2 separate regions of the Mus musculus genome follow, and region 1 is linked to region 2. Evidence: chromatin contacts called from public Hi-C data. All regions are on one chromosome and are shown on one strand. The core of a region is the stretch at or near the end of the contact, and the rest is flanking DNA. Distances in the headings are between cores, read along the strand shown.

What was found. Hi-C and Micro-C count contacts between places; a contact is called where the count stands out from the background.
Region 1: a Hi-C map of erythroblasts shows a contact between it and region 2, with 2.2 times the contacts expected there. The contact joins the promoter of 4930405O22Rik here to the enhancer-like site in region 2. A contact is called at or near these places in 2 of 15 datasets of contacts at CTCF or cohesin (the G1E-ER4 cell line and the NIH/3T3 cell line), 4 of 484 Hi-C or Micro-C datasets (the G1E-ER4 cell line, the N1E-115 cell line, erythroblasts and 1 more) and 1 of 115 datasets of contacts at active chromatin or transcription factors (bone marrow-derived macrophages).

What each region holds. Positions count from the first base shown.
Region 1 is chr17:63,310,890-63,314,684 of GRCm38.p6, reverse strand. It overlaps 4930405O22Rik (RIKEN cDNA 4930405O22 gene), which reads left to right and starts at 1,712. Exons shown (of 4, transcript NR_130176.1): 1 at 1,712-1,818. All of the region lies in intron 6 of Fbxl17 (F-box and leucine-rich repeat protein 17), which reads left to right.
Region 2 is chr17:63,259,953-63,263,568 of GRCm38.p6, reverse strand. All of the region lies in intron 6 of Fbxl17 (F-box and leucine-rich repeat protein 17), which reads left to right. Among named protein-coding and RNA genes, the nearest start is that of Gm41607, 36 kb to the left of the region's middle. Within about 2 kb of position 1,623, at least 20 of the 459 cell types and tissues checked have an H3K27ac peak or open chromatin away from gene starts, as enhancers often do. A contact at or near this core is called in the G1E-ER4 cell line and erythroblasts, where this site is marked.

The DNA.
Region 1 (3,795 bases), core at 463-2,962, 51 kb before region 2:
GGCAGTTGGTGCTTTTTGCCTTATATTGAGACTGAGAAGTCATGCCATTTTTGCATTTTCTTCATGTTTGTATATCTGGTTGTATAACCATGGATAGCATTTTCTAAGTGGAATATTGCTAAGTACATTTTCTTTGTGTCACATTGATTTTTAAAAGTTTCATATATGCAGATTTTAATATTTTGGGTTTAATCTCAATTTTTGAGCATGTTCTCTAAATTTCTCATGGAATAAGCCACACCCATCTATATGTAAAACAGGTCTTTAGGTTCTGCAGGCAGTATGTACCTGTACTCACATTAAAGTCAGCAAGGGACGAGCCAGACCTTGGCAAGACGGCCAGTTGCACAGTTTTTGGGGGAGACACATCCTTCCCATCTGACCTCCCTAAACCCTTGTCTGCTTGATGCCCTCCCTCATTTAGCAAACTTCAGAAAAATTACTGAGTGGCATCTCATTGTGCCACCAGACCTGTCCTTTTGAGTTGCACTTATAAATGTCAACATTCAGGAAGCTGTTTTGAGGAATTGCATAAAAGCAGCAGAAATATTCTAGGAAAAAAATACGATTACCTTAAAATTAAAAAACAAAAACAAAAACAAAAAATCAAGCAGTCAGATTTTGTGCTGTATGTGGGTAGGTGTGCACACCCATGTGCCTGTGTGGGGGTAGGACAACACATCTCTGTGTATCACTATAAAGTACAGAGGAGGACTTTGGGTGCTATAGTCGATAGTTTTATGTCAACTTGACACAAGCTAGAGTCATCTGAGGGAAGAGAACTTTAATTGAGTAAATACCTTCATAAGTTCAGGCTGTAGGCATGATTACAGGGCATTTTCTTAATTAGTGATTGATGTGGCAGTGCTGAGCCAATTGTGGGTGGTACCATCCCTGGATTCTATAAGAAAGCAGGCTGAGCAAGCCAGGGGAAGCAACCCAGTAAGCAGCATTCCCCATGGCCTCTGCATCAGCTCCTGCCTCCAGGTTCCTGCCCAGTTTGAGTTTTGCCTTGGCTTCTATCAATGGACTGTGACTGGGGATATGTAAGCCAAATAAATCCTTTCCTTTTGGAGTTGCTTTGGTCACGGTGCTTCATCACGTCAGTAGGAATTGTAATTAAGACGAGCTGGCCTCATCACTGAACTTACAGTGAGCGCACACAGCCACACTTTTGAGGTTATTGTGTATGTGTGTATGTGTGTATGTGTGGCCATGATCAGTTTTTTAATGTGGGTTGTGGGGATCCCAGTGCAGGTGTTCATTCTGCACAACAAGCATGTTATTCACCAAGCCATCTCCCCAAACCCACAAATAGTTTATTTTTCTGATTATAGTACAATTACATTTCTATCTTTTCTTTCCTCCCCCGCAAACCCTCCCAAGTACTTCACTCCACAGGGGTCTCTGCTTTCACCAGTTTTTTTATTGCCCACACATACATTCCTAAATGTTAGCTGTTTGGTCTGTACAGTGTTCCTTCACTGTCTGTTTTCAGGGCTGATTATTTGAAACCGGACACCCAGTTGGTGCGCTCTTCTCTGGGCAGACCATCTTTCTCATTCACTGCTTTCTGCAATCACCTCTTACAGAAGAGGAGAGTAGAAAGAGTAGGAGCCAGAGGATCAGGGGTTTGCTGTGAGACTGCTTGGTGATGTCATAGACTGCATAGTAATCTCCTAGTAACAGCAGAAGCCACATTCAGAAAGTCTCACCAGCTTGATGTCCCAAATGTGAGCTGAACAAGGAAGGACACCACCATAATTAGTTCTAATAATGTATGGGTTCTGATCTGGATCATCAGGAGTTTAGACACGGGTAATTTCAACTTATCTCCTCCAATTCTCTCTGGACCAGAGTTAAATGTGGTTTTCTACTTTACCACTGTATTTGAATTCCCTATGTCCGAAATAAAAGTATATGTGGACATACTGAAGCGTTTATTGTGAGGACAAAGCACGTTACTGAAATGTCTGCCTGGAAACTTTGTCTTCTAAATGTACATCAGGACTTTGGTGTGCGGTGCAGGCTTTGTAAGAGCAGTGCATTTTCTGGAGCAGATCCTTGCTGGGCAGTGATAAGCTCTGCAATAATTAGGTAATCTCATCAGTGTGCACTTATCGTGTATGGCAGCTTTCTCTCTGGTGCCATGCCACCCTCCTCTCAGGCGTGGGTACCGGCAGGTGATCGCGCCCGTTTGTAAAGCACACGGCTTGTGGGTCCTGTGTCTGAAGAGATAAGTAGCAGGTTCCCACGTGGAGGCAAAGAGCAAGGAGGAGGCTCTTCCAACTTTGCAAAAGAAAGCACCAGTTGATCCTCAGCACCCATCACTGTAAAAACTCCAGCCCTAGGTTGCCCTCAGCTGCGATACGGCACACACACATAACCAGTATCCATAGAATAAAGCTGAGTGTTTTGGGGATAGATTACACTGAAAAAAAAAAAAAAAAGATCTTCCCTTAAAAATGAAAAGACATTTCAAGACTTTCCTTGATTAACCTTGTATTTGGTCTGTAGAAAATTCAGGTTGCAGTCAGTTCACAAGACTATAAGTAGTAGACTTGTGATCACTCTGGCTTTTAGCTTTTATTACCCGTAGTTTAAAAGATAAGATGGTATTATTGAATATCAAAAATAGCTTCTTGGGTATTAGATGAATGTTAGCATTTCTCCCTGCCTATTCCCATCAACTTGTATTTACACCAGATGGGGAAGGTGCTGACGGACCAAAGTCAGGGTTCCTGTCCAAGGCTTGCTTGGTGAGTGGAAGATCGTTTAAAGAAACACGGGCAAGTCACTGCCAAGCTGCACACTCCAGAGTCCTCCAGTCAGCTCATAGGCAGGTACACCACTGGAGTCACACCCCAATAAGGACAAGCCTGAGGGGCTGCACACTGGTGGTTCTTATGGGCTGACATATTGGCAGCTACACTTTGGAATAGATCTCCCACCACAGTTGATTTACCTCTTACATGACTGTCTTAGTTAGGGTTTCTATTCCTGCACAAACATCATGACCAAGAAGCAAGTTGGGGAGGAAAGGGTTTATTCAGCTTACATTTCCACATTGCTGTTAATCACTAAAGGAAGTCAGGACTGGAACTGGAGCAGGTCAGGAAGCAGGAGCTGATGCAGAGGCCATGGAGGGATGTTCTTTACTGGCTTGACAAACAGAAAATGTCTATGAGTGAACTCGACACCATCCCTCGTGTGTGTGTGTGTGTGTGTGTGTGTGTGTGTGTGTGTGTGTGTGTGTGTGTACGTGTACAGTATGAGTGTTCATACTTGCCTATATGGGTTTGTGTTCATCTGTGTGTGAGTGTATGCATTCACTCACTGACATATTATTACTTGGTTTAAATCTTTCACAGGTTTTTTTTTTTTTTTTTTCCATTTAAATTGAATCTGTATGCACTTAGCTCTTGGCATGTCACCAGAGGCTTGATAGTCATTCGATTGTAGTTTTAAGAAATCTCCACAAATTGTAGGATCTCATGCAAATATTAAGGATTTTGTTTTTTTTTAAATTCTGCTCTTAGTAAACTCCTAAAGTAGGAAGACATGGGATTTTGTTGTTGTTTGTTTTGATCATTTTAATGCTTGTAATTCTGAGGTTAGAATGCATTTTATGTGTGCCTATGATAGCTTTTTAATTTTTTCATACATTTCTAAAATAAAAATCCCAGTTTTGACTTACCCCAAATCCTTTTCAGTATTTTTTTTCTTAGCCATAATAAAACCATAAGTCAAAAGCAAGCTCCATTTATCATGTGTTTATATAAAATAAAGGACAAA
Region 2 (3,616 bases), core at 374-2,873:
CTTTTTATATCAATCAGTAAGATATCTTAAAGCTATATCCATTCTGTTTTGAAGAGCTAAGAATCCAAATAAGAAATTTGTTATTTCAGCTAAATATTTAAAAATCATAAGTCTTACAGATTTGTGAAAATATGCAAGATAATCTAAATGACAAAGTAATAAATGGAGGAAATTTATAACAATTTGCCTCCTAAAATGATATATTAAAAAGAAGCTTGAATATTTGATAGTGCTCTCAAGTTGTAGATTCAAACTATACAACTGAAACATGTTTTACAGATTTCATTTTATTTAGAAAAATTTATATGTAGTTAATAAAAGATACTATTATCTTTAAGAATAGTATGTGAACTATTTCAAGTACTTTAATATTAAATTCATGGTTATCATAAGTCCTATAATCTTATAATGCAGTGAGTGAAGTATATATTACACACATGTACATAGATATAAACATACATACATACACATAAATACACACATACATAGACACACCCACATACATACATGCACACACACACAAGCACGCACATCAATAACTCCATATTTCTGTCTTCTGGACCATGGAGGGATGCAGCCTCACTGGAAACCCTGTTAAAATGCAGCTCTCAGGAGACCTGTGAGACCCTGTGGGACTTCAGGAGGCATGTCTGCTCCATGGCTATGGGGTCATCCATGTGGTCTTTGTTTCTTAGAAGGAACTCTAAGGCAGAGGGCCTGCACACGGAGTGAACATGTGCCAAGGAGGAGGGCCTGCACACGGAGTGAACATGTGCAATGGCTTTACTAAAGTCCGAGTTCCAAGAGCAGTGGAAAAACAATGCTCATTACCTATATTACTAATTGTGAAATTATTTCTCAGAAAGTGAAACCTAATGGACTCGTAAAGGAAAATTGTCCTTCTGCAGCATTCTTCAGGGCTTAATAAGAGGCACGGTAGTGATTGATCGACATCAATATAGGTGTGCCCACAATATGCATTAATAGAGGGGCAGAATATAAATGGAGTACAAACAGTCTATTTTATTTTCAAAATACCAAGTGAGAGTTATTTCCACAATTATGAATATTTAAACAGTATTATAGCCTCTCAATATATAACACATGCAAACACACCCCATCATTTTTATTACCAAAGAGGAAAAAATAATTAAAACTATAAAAAGCGGCTTTTAGTGTCATTTTAATGTGTCTGTTATTGCCATCTATCTCCAAGAGATAATATGAAGAAGAAATTGAGAAATAATACATCAGTACATGATAAATTTTATTTATAGCAAGCTGACTTTTAAAAATAAAATCACTTTTTTTTCCATCCAAGGAAACCATAGAGAACATAAGACAGCCATATCTATTTTAACGCTCTGCTCACGTCTACATCAGTGCAAACAGAAGTGTACCCCACAACATGGACCTTCGATTTCAGTGTAGCATGCTTTGTGTGATTCCTACTCACTTTCCTTTTAAAGACATTAAGTATCAACTTGACTGATTTTAGTAAGTACATATTTGAATGAGTTCTGTTCTCTGGCACACACTTTATCAATTTCACACAGGCCCGCCCTTTGGATGCACAGACCAGGAGCAGTTCAGAGATGCGCTGTCTTATCTAGTTGCTGACTAAGGGTTGTGCTGCCGTTCCTTGAACACACGGCAGGGTCTACAGTGGAGGGAGTAGACAGCTCAGGTCTGTGGAAGCTCAGCTCAGCACTGGGAAGTTGCTAGCTACCTGTTAGGTTATTCTTGGTTACTCCACAACATTTTGTAGTAATGGAAGTACAGGGCTAAAATCTTCAGAACGTGACCTGGCGAAGGCAGACCTTCCGGATGGTCACTGGCACTGTGTCCTTTCCTTCCCGGGTCCCACAGAACCTCCTCTGTGTACATTAAGACATGTCTACTCTCCACCATGAGAGGCGAAAGCAGTGCTCAGAGAGAAAAATAAAAATAACTTTCCATGAACATGCACCCTTTAAAAAATACTCTTCACATAACTGAAAAGAGCATGCCAGAAGATTGTGTCTTTATAATATAACGATAATTGAGATGTAAAAAGAGGAAAAGCAAAACACAAAAGAAAGTGAAATAAAAAAGAGTATATGTAGGTGGCAGCAATTGCAGTAAACTTGCGGTGTCAGTTCTCTGCGTTGTTTTGTTTGTTTTGTTGTTTTGCTTTGTTTTTTCATTTTTCTTAATTCTGTGTTTCCTTTTATGAGCCTGTTCTGTTTATACGCGAGGTGAAAGGGAAACCTCGCCTGTGGGATTTGATAACTTTACATCATGCTTTTACAATTCTTTGTGCACTTTCTCAACACTGCACATCTATTATATATTTTAAGTGACAGGAAAATAATGATTTTTTGATGAAATGTAATTAATAAGTGGCTGAGTTTCAAAAATATTATCATGAAAATTGTTTCAGTCTTTTAATTTCTGGACTGTTGTGATACATTGCATTAGGCCAGGGACTTTAGCTCTTTAATAGTTTTCTATAGCATGAAATTCAGCTTCTCCCTGCAACTGACTGCTTTGTGATTATTATTTGTGGCTCCCTTCAGGAGTCTCTGCTCACTGCCTTCTTCCCAATACCCGGAGAAATAATTGACGTTAATTGTTGTTAGAAGGCCTGTGTTCACTTTAATTGATACTTACTTTATTAAACTATGAATATACATGGGTGGATTTCTGTCTTTATATTGGCTAGCCGTCATGTCCATGGCCACAGAAGCATGATGTCTGTATGCTAATATGCTTACTTAATCTTTAATACATTATATTTTAATAATATAGGAATGCCAAGCTACGGAAGAGCAAATGAAAAGGTCATTTTTTATTCATGTACTACTTAATGTACCTTCTGCTTGTAGCTCATTATACATGCAGTTGAGCTCAATTTTTTAAAAGTGGAAAGCATACCAAATTAAACCACCAGTTTCATAACTGATGTTTCGTTTGTTAAAAACACTGCCCTTTTTTTCAATTTTCTTTATTCTGACTGCTTGTTACTCATTTGTGGCCCTTTCTTCTCTGTTATAGTCAAAATCTCCAATCCCATTTCCAGCAGAAGACCACCACCTCTCATCAGTAGACAGGCAATAAATACACATCACACGCACATGCGTGCTTTTATCTGGGGAGCTCAGAGTTCTTGATGTGTAAGGAACATTTCCCATGGCTTTTAAAAAGGAAGAATGCAGCCCAGAGAGCTTAAGTGACTGAGGGAAGCCCACACCTGCACCACCAGCAACCGAGACTTTAATTAAATATGTATCCGTGAACATACTTAATTTCTTGACCTGGATTTCAAGTTATAAACCCTACTGGATGAGTAACAAAACTGTGGACAGCCAGAAATTGTTCTAGACCATTCTAACACTAGCCCAGTGAGGGAAAGAACAACAACAGAGATCAGCTGTGGAGAAGTCTGCCGGCCTCTCAGTATGCAAATCAGAAAAATAATTCACCTGGGCATTTAAAATGCATGTCTCAGAATCATTTTCTTAGGCGTCATGTGACTATAGATGGTCAGACCAGAGAATGAGCATCCAAGAGGTGGGGCTGAGCCATGGCAGCAAGAGAAGCTCTCTGTGGAATGAGGCTTCTGCCTTGTTCTCCT